Regions from separate parts of the Cyprinus carpio genome. Here region 1 is linked to region 2. The links are chromatin contacts, called in public Hi-C maps. All regions are on one chromosome and are shown on one strand. Each heading gives the region's core, a stretch centred on a gene start, on an enhancer-like site or on the middle of the called end of the contact. The rest is flanking DNA. Distances are from core to core; before and after follow the strand shown. Region 1 holds the start of LOC109092881 (ankyrin repeat domain-containing protein 11-like). Region 2 holds the start of LOC109093507 (IST1 homolog).

Region 1 (5,128 bases), core at 501-3,000, 170 kb before region 2:
TTCTGTATAAACTGTATTAGTCAGCATTACATCAGCACTATACTTAACGTCACTTCGCAAGATGACAATGAATTTTAAATGAACAAAATAGTTTACACAATGCTTATTCGGAATTTAGATAACCCACCTGAACGTGTCCTGATGTTAGACCTCGTTTGTTTGGAGTCAATAAATGCAAGTTTGAAGTCACATTGCTCTCCACTTTTCTGCTGGCTTGAAAACAGCAGAAACGAGACGATAACGACCAAACCCGTTTGTCGTAACATTTGCTTCCGCGCTGCAAAAGTAGCGCTGCCATATTAAAAGCTGGTTTATCGCGTCGCTTGGATCAGAACATACTAACTTATTCCAAAATAAATAGCAGTCTTTAATGTGACCTCTTTAAGAGTTGCTATTCTTTAGCTGTCATCGTGATTCTTATCCAACACAGACAAATATAGCTGCTGTAAAACAACAAGCGCGTCTTCTACTCGAATATATCTGAAACATACCGAACAAATAAAATGCGGCGGGTAAAAACTGTCTTAAATTATACAATTACAAGGACGTTACAATGGTGTGCTGACTACTAACTCCGTGAACTCTAATGATGTTTACTGTACGGGCTTGAGAAACATGTCTATTCAACTTTCACCTTCGGGATCAGCCAATCAGGACGGAAAGAGCTCGAGAAAGGGCTGATGGGAAATATAGTTCTACTTGCACGTTTATAAAACCCCCAAAAACTACAAACAGTTCTAGTTGGGCATGCGCAGACAACGACTGTAATTTGATGTTAAAAATGTAGTTATAGCGCAAAAATAAATATAGTCTAGTTATAGGGTAGAAATATAGACAAATCATTATATCATTATATATATATATATATATATATATATATATATATATATATATATATATATATATATATATATATATATATATATAAAATAAGATTTCACATGTCTGATATCCTTCTTTGTACTGGCAGGTATGAGCCTGTGTGGTTTCAGATGTATTTTATGTTGGGATATGAAGTGAGGACAGAACAATTGAGTATAATTATGACAAGTTGGTCAAGAATTGAGGATATATCTCAGACAGACAGCTCTAGTCTCCTTTCAACAGAGGGAGCCATTGCGTTATTCTGCTCGGCAAGAAATCGGTGTCACGGTTGAGGCTTGTGACGTCAAATCGAAAATAAAACAAAAATCAATACATCTAACATACATTTATCAGACAACAGTAAATGAAAGCAAATCGTGCTGTGGCTGATGAGCTCGCAATCCGTCACCGGCAAACAGTTCGTAATATTCATAAAGTATGCTGAAGATAGCAATCAACGGCTGTTTTTAGATCAATCTGAATTAATGAAGGGATAAACAATTTCGGTGGAGCTCTGTTCACTCGTGTCTTAAAATACGAAAACATACACACACACACACACACACACACACACACACACACACACACACACACACACACACACACACACACACACACACACAAAAAAAACACATTAACGCAATTTTACTACATTTACCCACACAGGTTCTCCATTTTCCTCTCACCCAAATGGAGCTCGCAAAACATGCCACTGTCTACGCCATTCCGGCTCGAGGTCGCCAAAGAAAACAACGTAGAATCTTCCCTGGCAAGAACCACAATGGCGCCAGTTTCACAGTTACAACGGGGAACAAACAGTGACCGCCCATACGCGTCAGCCTATCACAATCCGCGTATCAACTCCTATCGTCCGCTTTTCGTCAGCGCGAGTCAAAGGCCGATCGAAACGGTTCGGAAGGAGTCGGACGGAGAGGATTAACTTGAAGCGGATTTTTATTTTTTCACCTCTGATCAAGCCAAATCAGCAAACGTAACGTTACGGAGACCCGTGGACTGTTTAAAGGGACAGATGGAGAGTTTATAACCACTTCTCTTACCAGTTTATTGGAGCCCTGAGAGATTTTAATCATCGCATTCTGCGGGAGGTAATCACTGATTAGCTTAGCACGCTGGCGCGAGCGCGGACTGAGATGAGCGTCGCGCGCCTCGGATGTTCCCGCATCGGAGCTCGCTGAAGCAGAAGGCCTCAAATGGGAAAAACAAGCATCGGGAGGGAATACCAAGTATAATTTTGTAGATGTAGCTCACGTTTTGAAGAAGGTAAGCCATTTTAAGCTGCTCTTTACTCTTTTAAAAGGCATTTCGTGACGAAAAAACATCTGTGCGTCCTCTCATGCGTCGACTTTCACGGTTAGACCGCTAACGGCTTTAGCCCCGTTGCTAACTGGAGTTTGTTTCCCTCCCCCACCCCGAAGTCGAGGAAATGTTTGCGTATTGCTCAAAATCTATACATTTTGTCAGACTGTGCGCATTTATTGATCCATACGGGTTGTATTGATCTATAATACTAATATTCGGTAATGACTGAAGGTGAGCATATGAAGCTGGAGAAATGAAAATAACCCTCGTCATGTTGTGGTTCTCTCTCTCTGGGAATCGGATATGGCCAGACGGGCTCTGCTGCCCTGCAGAAGTCAGCCACTGGGATGGGCATCTTAATACATCAACATGTAGGTTTCAAGGGCACATATGAGAAGTAAATATTGTTGACTTCACATTGATAATGTGTGCTGAAGTAGCTGCAGGGATTGTGAAATTCCAGAATAAGATCTGTAATAAGAATTTGCGTGGGGTTATCAGTGCACCATTCAGACTGTAAATATTAGATCACTGCAACACACGCATTTCTTAGTGTTTTTATGAGATTGGTCATATTATGATGGCAACGTGAATTCAGCTTGGTTTGTTTTTCATTTCTCATATTTAACAGGGATTTGTTTCTGGCATGAAGAAAACACACACACGGTTTAGTTGCATAATAGATTTCACGCAATATCCACGAAGGAGGATTCAGTGCTACATTCATCCTATTTTACCAAATTAAGGATTTTCTTGATGTATACCTGTATTCTCAATGTGGCTAACCATTTTCTGTATGTTAGGCTAAATGTTCTTTATTTTTGATTTAGAACAGCAAGACCTGAACTTCACCATCTTACGTGGTGTGAAAAGACATTTTGTGAAGGTTGCTTGTGGATGTGATTCGTCTGTGCTTGTTTAGGCATTGTGTGGTGTGATTGTTTACTTCAGCAAGGATCTGCATTGAAGCAAGACCTTACAGTACTTCTTTAAAGGGTGATCTGATGGATAGAGCCAGTCTATCAAAGTTTGTGATGAAGTAGACAGAGCTGGTGTTGGTGCAGTGGAAGAACACTGCGGCGGTGTTGGGGCGTTAGCACACTCTCTCCCTCTCTTCACTTTCTCTGCTTCCACTTTACATCTCTCCCTTCATCACTTTTGTTTATTTCTTCTGAGCACAACTTCAACACAGCAGCATTGCAAAATACGCTTTCCTGTTTCACCCCATAAAAAAACCCAGCTGACTTATGGCACTTGTAGAGCACTAATCAGGATTTAGCTGAAGTGTGATCCGTAGGTGTCTCAGGTTGTCAGGCCTGTTTGTCTACCCAGTTCTTGTGTTTCGGGAGTCCTGCTCAATGTTTGGCAGAGAGGCGAAATGGACTTTTGGTTTAATTGTGGGGTTAGGAATGCTTTTATTGGGAGCTTCAGAAAGCATTTACTTTCTTTGATTATGGCAGTCATGCTCAACCATAATTAATTGCTTTATCTCTATCAATCAAGCCTTTGAGAGCTAATTCTGTCCAGCTGAACTCATAGAGTGCCTTAAAGGGGACATAACACACACAGTTTCACCCAATCTCATGTTAATCTTGAGTACCTATAGAGTAGTACTGCATGCTTCATATCTCCAAAAAGTCTTAAGATTTATCATATTTATAAAAGAAAGATACAACTCCTTCAGTATCGAACAATGTGCTAATCCAGTGTCGAACTGGGCCTTGTTTATAAAACGTTCGTCAACAAACACGCTTGTGAAACTGCATTGCTGCTCCGGAAAAAACAAACTGCATCTACTGTTTACATAATGTTGGGTTCTTTAGGAAGCTGAACAGTTATCTTTCCCTCACAAACAAAAACACACCTCCATACACACACTCTTCCCGATCTACGTGGGCATGAGCGCACTCAACCAAGTGATGGGCGTGCTCTTGATCTCTCTTTGGTTGATGTGTGCATGGGTTTGCCCTTCTGGGAGAAATGCCCATATAAGGAGTTCCACCCTCGTCTACGTCATGAAGAGACATGATCAAAAAAAAAAAAAAAACCTCTCCAAAACTTGTACGAACCTGGAAGTAAGATTTTTAGCACAGAAATACTCAGTTATACGTCCAAATAGTTTTTTTTTATTTTATTTTGTCCATGCTTAGCATGAGAATCCAACTCTTTAACAGTGTAAACAACTCTGAATGCATGAAACATCATTGTACCCCCCTTCAAGAATCCTGTGGTTGGAGATTAAATGTTATTTAAGGTATGACATTGCTGTTTTAAATGTCAGCATATATGGTGTTGAAAGCATTTTAGTGGTTTTGAAATGAAACCATGCTTTGCTCGGTCACCATGTGAATTATGCCTTATTTATGTTTGCGGAGTAGGGTTAGGCATCATGATGTTGTGCTGGCAAATCCGTGAATGAATGTTCAGAAGTGAGGTAAACTTCAACAGATTTCCCCTGCTCTGGAGCAGTGAACACTTTGTAGGGACCATGTCAATGTGAACACAGTCCATGCATGGAGCTCACGTCTAACGAACTGATTATCTGAATAAGATGGTTAACAGAGAGACGTGCAAAATATGCAGAGCTGGGGGGTGTGAGGACTGGAAATGAGAACCGCTGATTTATACTATGGATCGGCAGTACTTACCAGACATTTTACAAGATTATGTGTTTGTCAGTGGTACTGAGGTTCTGCAAATCATTCGCCATCATCCTCAGTCATCTCTCCTTACACTGTGTCTACACTGGATGTGACAGTTGTTGTGTTGCGCTGCGCCACATCAGCTAAAGACTGTCTACTCTGGACGCGACAAGGCGACCAGTGAAGATCGTTTGAAATTTGTGTCAGCACGTCATAAATAGAATGTGGGAGCAATTTACTGTCAGGGATTTGTGGTGTCAAGCCGCACTGCATCCAGTGTAGACAGCATCACTGATTATACG
Region 2 (4,820 bases), core at 214-2,713:
CACTGGACTTCAGGCATTTTGGCATTTCCTTCTCCCCAGTCTTGCTCCAGACTCTGGCACCTTGATTTCCGAATGACATGCAAAATTTGCTTCCATCCGAAAAAAGTACTTTGGACCACTGAGCAACAGTCCAGTGCTGCTTCTCTGTAGCCCAGGTCAGGCGCTTCTGCCGCTGTTTCTGGTTCAAAAGCACACGCCTGTGCACGGTGGCTCTGGATGTTTTCTACTCCAGACTCAGTCCACTGCTTCCGCAGGTCCCCCAAGGTCTGGAATCGGTCCTTCTCCACAATCTTCCTCAGGATCCGGTCACCTCTTCTCGTTGTGCAGCGTTTTTTTGCCACACTTTTTCCTTCCCACAGACTTCCCACTGAGGTGCCTTGATACAGCACTCTGGGAACAACCTATTCGTTCAGAAATTTCTTTCTGTGTCTTACCCTCTCGCTTGAGGGTGTCAATGATGGCCTTCTGGACAGCAGTCAGGTCGGCAGTCTTACCCATGATTGCGGTTTTGAGTAATGAACCAGGCTGGGAGTTTTTAAAAGCCTCAGGAATCTTTTGAAGGTGTTTAGAGTTAATTAGTTGATTCAGATGATTAGGTTAATAGCTCGTTTAGAGAACGTTTTCATGATATGCTAATTTTTTGAGATAGGAATTTTGGGTTTTCATGAGCTGTATGCCAAAATTATCAGTATTAAAACAATAAAAGACCTGAAATATCTCAGTTGGTGTGCAATGAATCTAAAATATATGAAAGTTTAATTTTTATCATTACATTATGGAAAATAATGAACTTTTATCACAATATGCTAATTTTTTGAGAAGGACCTGTAGATATTTTGTCTAATGAGTATCATAGCAAGTTGTCAGATAACGCCTAAAGAAAAATGTTTATATTTTCAATGATGTGATGGTGTGGGAAGGAATATTCTTGGAGGCTATTGCTGAAATCCTCAGAGCCATTGTCAGACCTTTTGCTGGTGCAGTGGGCCCTGGGTTCCTGCTGGTGCAGGACAATGTCCTGTGACCTGTGGGTAGTGTGTCGGCAGATTCACACACTACACACTGACTCCAGGCCTCTCTGGGTTGATGATTTTGGTTTCCATTGACCACTGTCACCTCATTTTATTATCAAGGACTTACATTACAGGAGATTTTCAACTTGAATATTTTATTCATCAAGATCCAATGTGTGATTTAAGTGTTCCCTTCATTTTACATACAAACATAAATAAAAATGCATTGTCTCACTATTGTTTTCAGCACAACAGCCTCAGTCTATTCTGACCAATTATTTGTCCTATTTTAAAGGTAATGACTAGTGAGCTCAGACATTTCTTGCCAACTTGGCTATCCATTCTAGACGATCTTGTCATGTAATATCACGAACATGACATCATTAAAAACATGTGATCTGTCCGCCCTGGTGACGGGGGTTTCCCCTCAAAAGCGAGTTTTCCACCGGCGACCATGTGACTTGTAGCGTCATCAATGAAGTCACGTCCAATGCGGAAGTGAATGCTAACTGAGCAGCAGTCGCCCAACAATTCTAACCGAAACCGACTCTTTCCCAGCGTCTGAAGAGGAACTCACATGTAAATATGATATTTATTCTAAGTTTTGTACTGTATTTAGGAGATATCCACGATGTTTTGACTATCTGTCAACATCTGTAGGTTCTTGAGGGTTTTGTTTACTTTCGTGAATTAGCTCCACTAGCCGCTAATCGAGTCTCTTCCTGCTTTGAACAGTCAGATTTCTGACAATACGAAAACGGTTTCAAGAAAAATTTGTACGTTCAGTAAAGATCAGTATAGATGCATCGAATCGATCTATATAAGTAATGACCAGTGACTGCTTGTAGGCTAATTCTCTATTTCTCTGTTTTATGTCTTTAACTCTTGTTTTGGCTAACTGTTGTGACTCACACTAACACAGTCAGCAGGCAGCATATGTAAGAAAATCGCATTAACAAATAAACCACTATTTCTAAATAGATAAGAGTGTAACCGACAAAAATATGCCTGATTATTACCATATTTCTGGACATGTACTGTGATATTTTTTGTAGTTCTTAGTATGTGTAACAGAACCACGGTATTTTGATCAGATAACGTTACCATAGTACTCCCACTGCTTTTTCTGACATAAGGGACGCATGTTATAATTTACACAGTTTTTCTTTGGTTCCTGGTTTTTAAACTTACCTAAAGTGGTTAACTTAGGTTCCTAATAGCTGAATTGTGCTGTTGTCATGATATGGTAATGACGTCACTCACCAAACAGGAGACATATCTCAAATCCAGATCTCTGTATATGCTTGCACTGAAGCTTTAATAACATGTGAGATACCCGGGACACTGTTTTGACCTCCACTTTGAGTCTTTTCCACCCCTTTTACCTGATCTTTGGCTCTTGACATTTCTCCACAGAGCTCCATCATGCTTGGTGGAGGGTTTAAATCCGAGAGACTTCGTGTCAATCTCAGGCTGGTCATAAACCGCCTCAAACTTCTTGAGAAGAAGAAAAGTAAGTTTGGTTGTCTACAAGTTTGTCATATTTTAAAGTTTTGGATTTTCTAAACTTTCGTTGATTTAACTAAATTGAACTCGTTTGATCTGATTTAGCTGAATTAGCCCAGAAGGCTCGTAAGGAGATCGCAGACTACTTGTCAGCAGGCAAAGATGAGCGTGCGAGAATCAGAGTCGAGCACATCATCAGGGAGGATTATTTGGTGGAGGCCATGGAGATCCTGGAGTTATATTGTGATTTGCTGCTCACCCGCTTTGGCTTAATACAGTCCATGAAGTGAGTAACCATTTTTTTTTTATTCTTATTTTTAAAAAGTGGATTTTTTGCTCATGTAATTTTTAATCTTCTTTTCAGAGAACTGGACCCTGGCCTGCAAGAAGCAGTATCCACACTCATCTGGGCTGCCCCTCGACTGCAATCAGAAGTGGCAGAACTGAAGATTGTGGGTATCATATGTGTTTGTCTTTAATCTGTTTCTGGGGTGTTGTTCTAGTATGGATCATTCATGTCTTTTTTTCCTCACTTTAACAGGTTTCAGATCAGCTGTGTGCCAAATACAGCAAAGAGTATGGAAAGCTATGTAGGACAAACCAGATCGGAACAGTGAATGATAGGGTATGATGAAACATGTTAGAGGTAGTGGGCATAAAGTGAACTCGTAGTAATGTGTGTTTGGGCAAACATTGCAATAACTATTGCTTATGCATGGATTAGGGCATTTTCAAAGCTCCTGTCTGACATGTAACAGCACACCTGATCTACATCACATCATACTGCTTTATAAGGAGAGGTGTCCTGTTACTTTTTGAAGGCTGGAATACACTTCATGATTTTTGCAAGTTTTTTTTTTTTGCACTGATTCACTCTTTTTAGAGGAGTCAACGCTAGTTGAAACTCGTAGTGTGTGATCCTCATTCGTTTTTCTCTTTAACCATTTACAAAGTCTGCAAGTGTATGATGCCTAGATTTTAAAAGTCATGTAGTTTATCCAAGCCTTAAACATTCAGAGATACAACTTTTATAACATTCCCTAGCCTTAAGGCCTGTTCGCACCAAGAACGATAACTTTAACTGTACTAGCGTCCACACCAGTGAATGATAACGTTCTGTTAATTTACGTGTCGTCTACCACATTAAATGCGCAGGTGGATTCTGATTGGCTTTCAGTGTTTTTATCATCCATTAGCTAGAAAATAAAATTGTTCTTTTAAGTGATTCCAACACTGTCTTTCCTTTGTGTCGTTATTGTTATATTTGTGGTGTGGACTTTCTTATTCATGAAGAATTTGTATTTGAAAAAATTATTAATTATAGTTACCATCCTTGGTATTCAAACCAGGGGTGTCAAACTCAATTTCTGGAGGTCCGGAGCCCTGAAGAGTTTAGATTCAACCTTAATTAAACACACCTGATCTAATTAATCAAGACCTTTAGGCTTATTTGAAAACTACATGTGTGTTGGAGCAGGGTTGGAACAAAACTCCGCTGGGCTCCGGCCCTCCAGGAATTGAGTTTGACGCCCCTGGTGTAAACGGTCCTTTACATTGATTGAGGAGCCAAGCCAAATTCAAAATATCATATTCGTATATCATGTTCAATATTGAACCTTGTCTCTGTAGCTTATGCACAAACTGAGCGTGGAGGCCCCTCCCAAGATTTTGGTGGAGCGTTACCTCATTGAGATTGCCAAAAACTACAACGTTCCCTATGAACCTGATGCCATGGTTCGGGTAGGAATCCATTTTCTCTTCCTCTTCGACTTCATCATCTCTACAAGCAGCATTTGTTTCAGACTCTCCTAATCTTTATCATTCACAGCCAGAGGTATCTATGGGTGAAGAGGCAGATCTGATTGATGTAAACAGTGACTTCAAGAAGCCAGGAGCTGGCGGAGGGGGTGGAGGAGGGTTTACTGCTCCCGCTGTAGGCATGCCTATGCCCATGCCAATGCCCATGCCCACAGCTTTCAACTACCCACCGCCCAAAGGAGCTGTAAGACCAAGCTCTAATTAACCTCTTTGCATTTGACCAATCTAAAAAGTCTGATTGTCTGTCTAGCTGTGAAATCCGTTTAAAATAATTTTTCCCCCTACAGGAGCCCTTTAATGGTCCTGTTGGCACCTATGATGGCTTTAGCAACTTCCAGCCTCCAGTGAGAGGAGGGCAACCCCCACAGCTTCCCAGCTGCCCACCCACCTATGAATCTGTAAGTGCAAGTGATCACCACCCCTCCAACCCTTCCAGGCAGACGGAGACGACCTTTCCACCTTGCAGGGAAGAGTAGTTTATTC

The links. A called contact is a pair of places that touch in the nucleus more often than the background predicts.
Region 1: a Hi-C map of skeletal muscle shows a contact between it and region 2, with 9 times the contacts expected there. The contact joins the promoter of LOC109092881 here to the promoter of LOC109093507 in region 2.

Annotation. Positions count from the first base shown.
Region 1 is chrA7:34,998,110-35,003,237 of ASM1834038v1, reverse strand. It overlaps LOC109092881 (ankyrin repeat domain-containing protein 11-like), which reads left to right and starts at 1,750. Exons shown (of 13, transcript XM_042760939.1): 1 at 1,750-2,145. LOC109092880 (paraplegin-like) reads right to left here and starts at 1,681. Exons shown (of 17, transcript XM_042760942.1): 1 at 1,551-1,681.
Region 2 is chrA7:34,830,256-34,835,075 of ASM1834038v1, reverse strand. LOC109093507 (IST1 homolog) reads left to right here and starts at 1,463. Exons shown (of 10, transcript XM_042760935.1): 1 at 1,463-1,592; 2 at 2,430-2,526; 3 at 2,625-2,805; 4 at 2,884-2,971; 5 at 3,061-3,144; 6 at 4,149-4,259; 7 at 4,348-4,521; 8 at 4,625-4,735. The coding sequence starts at 2,439.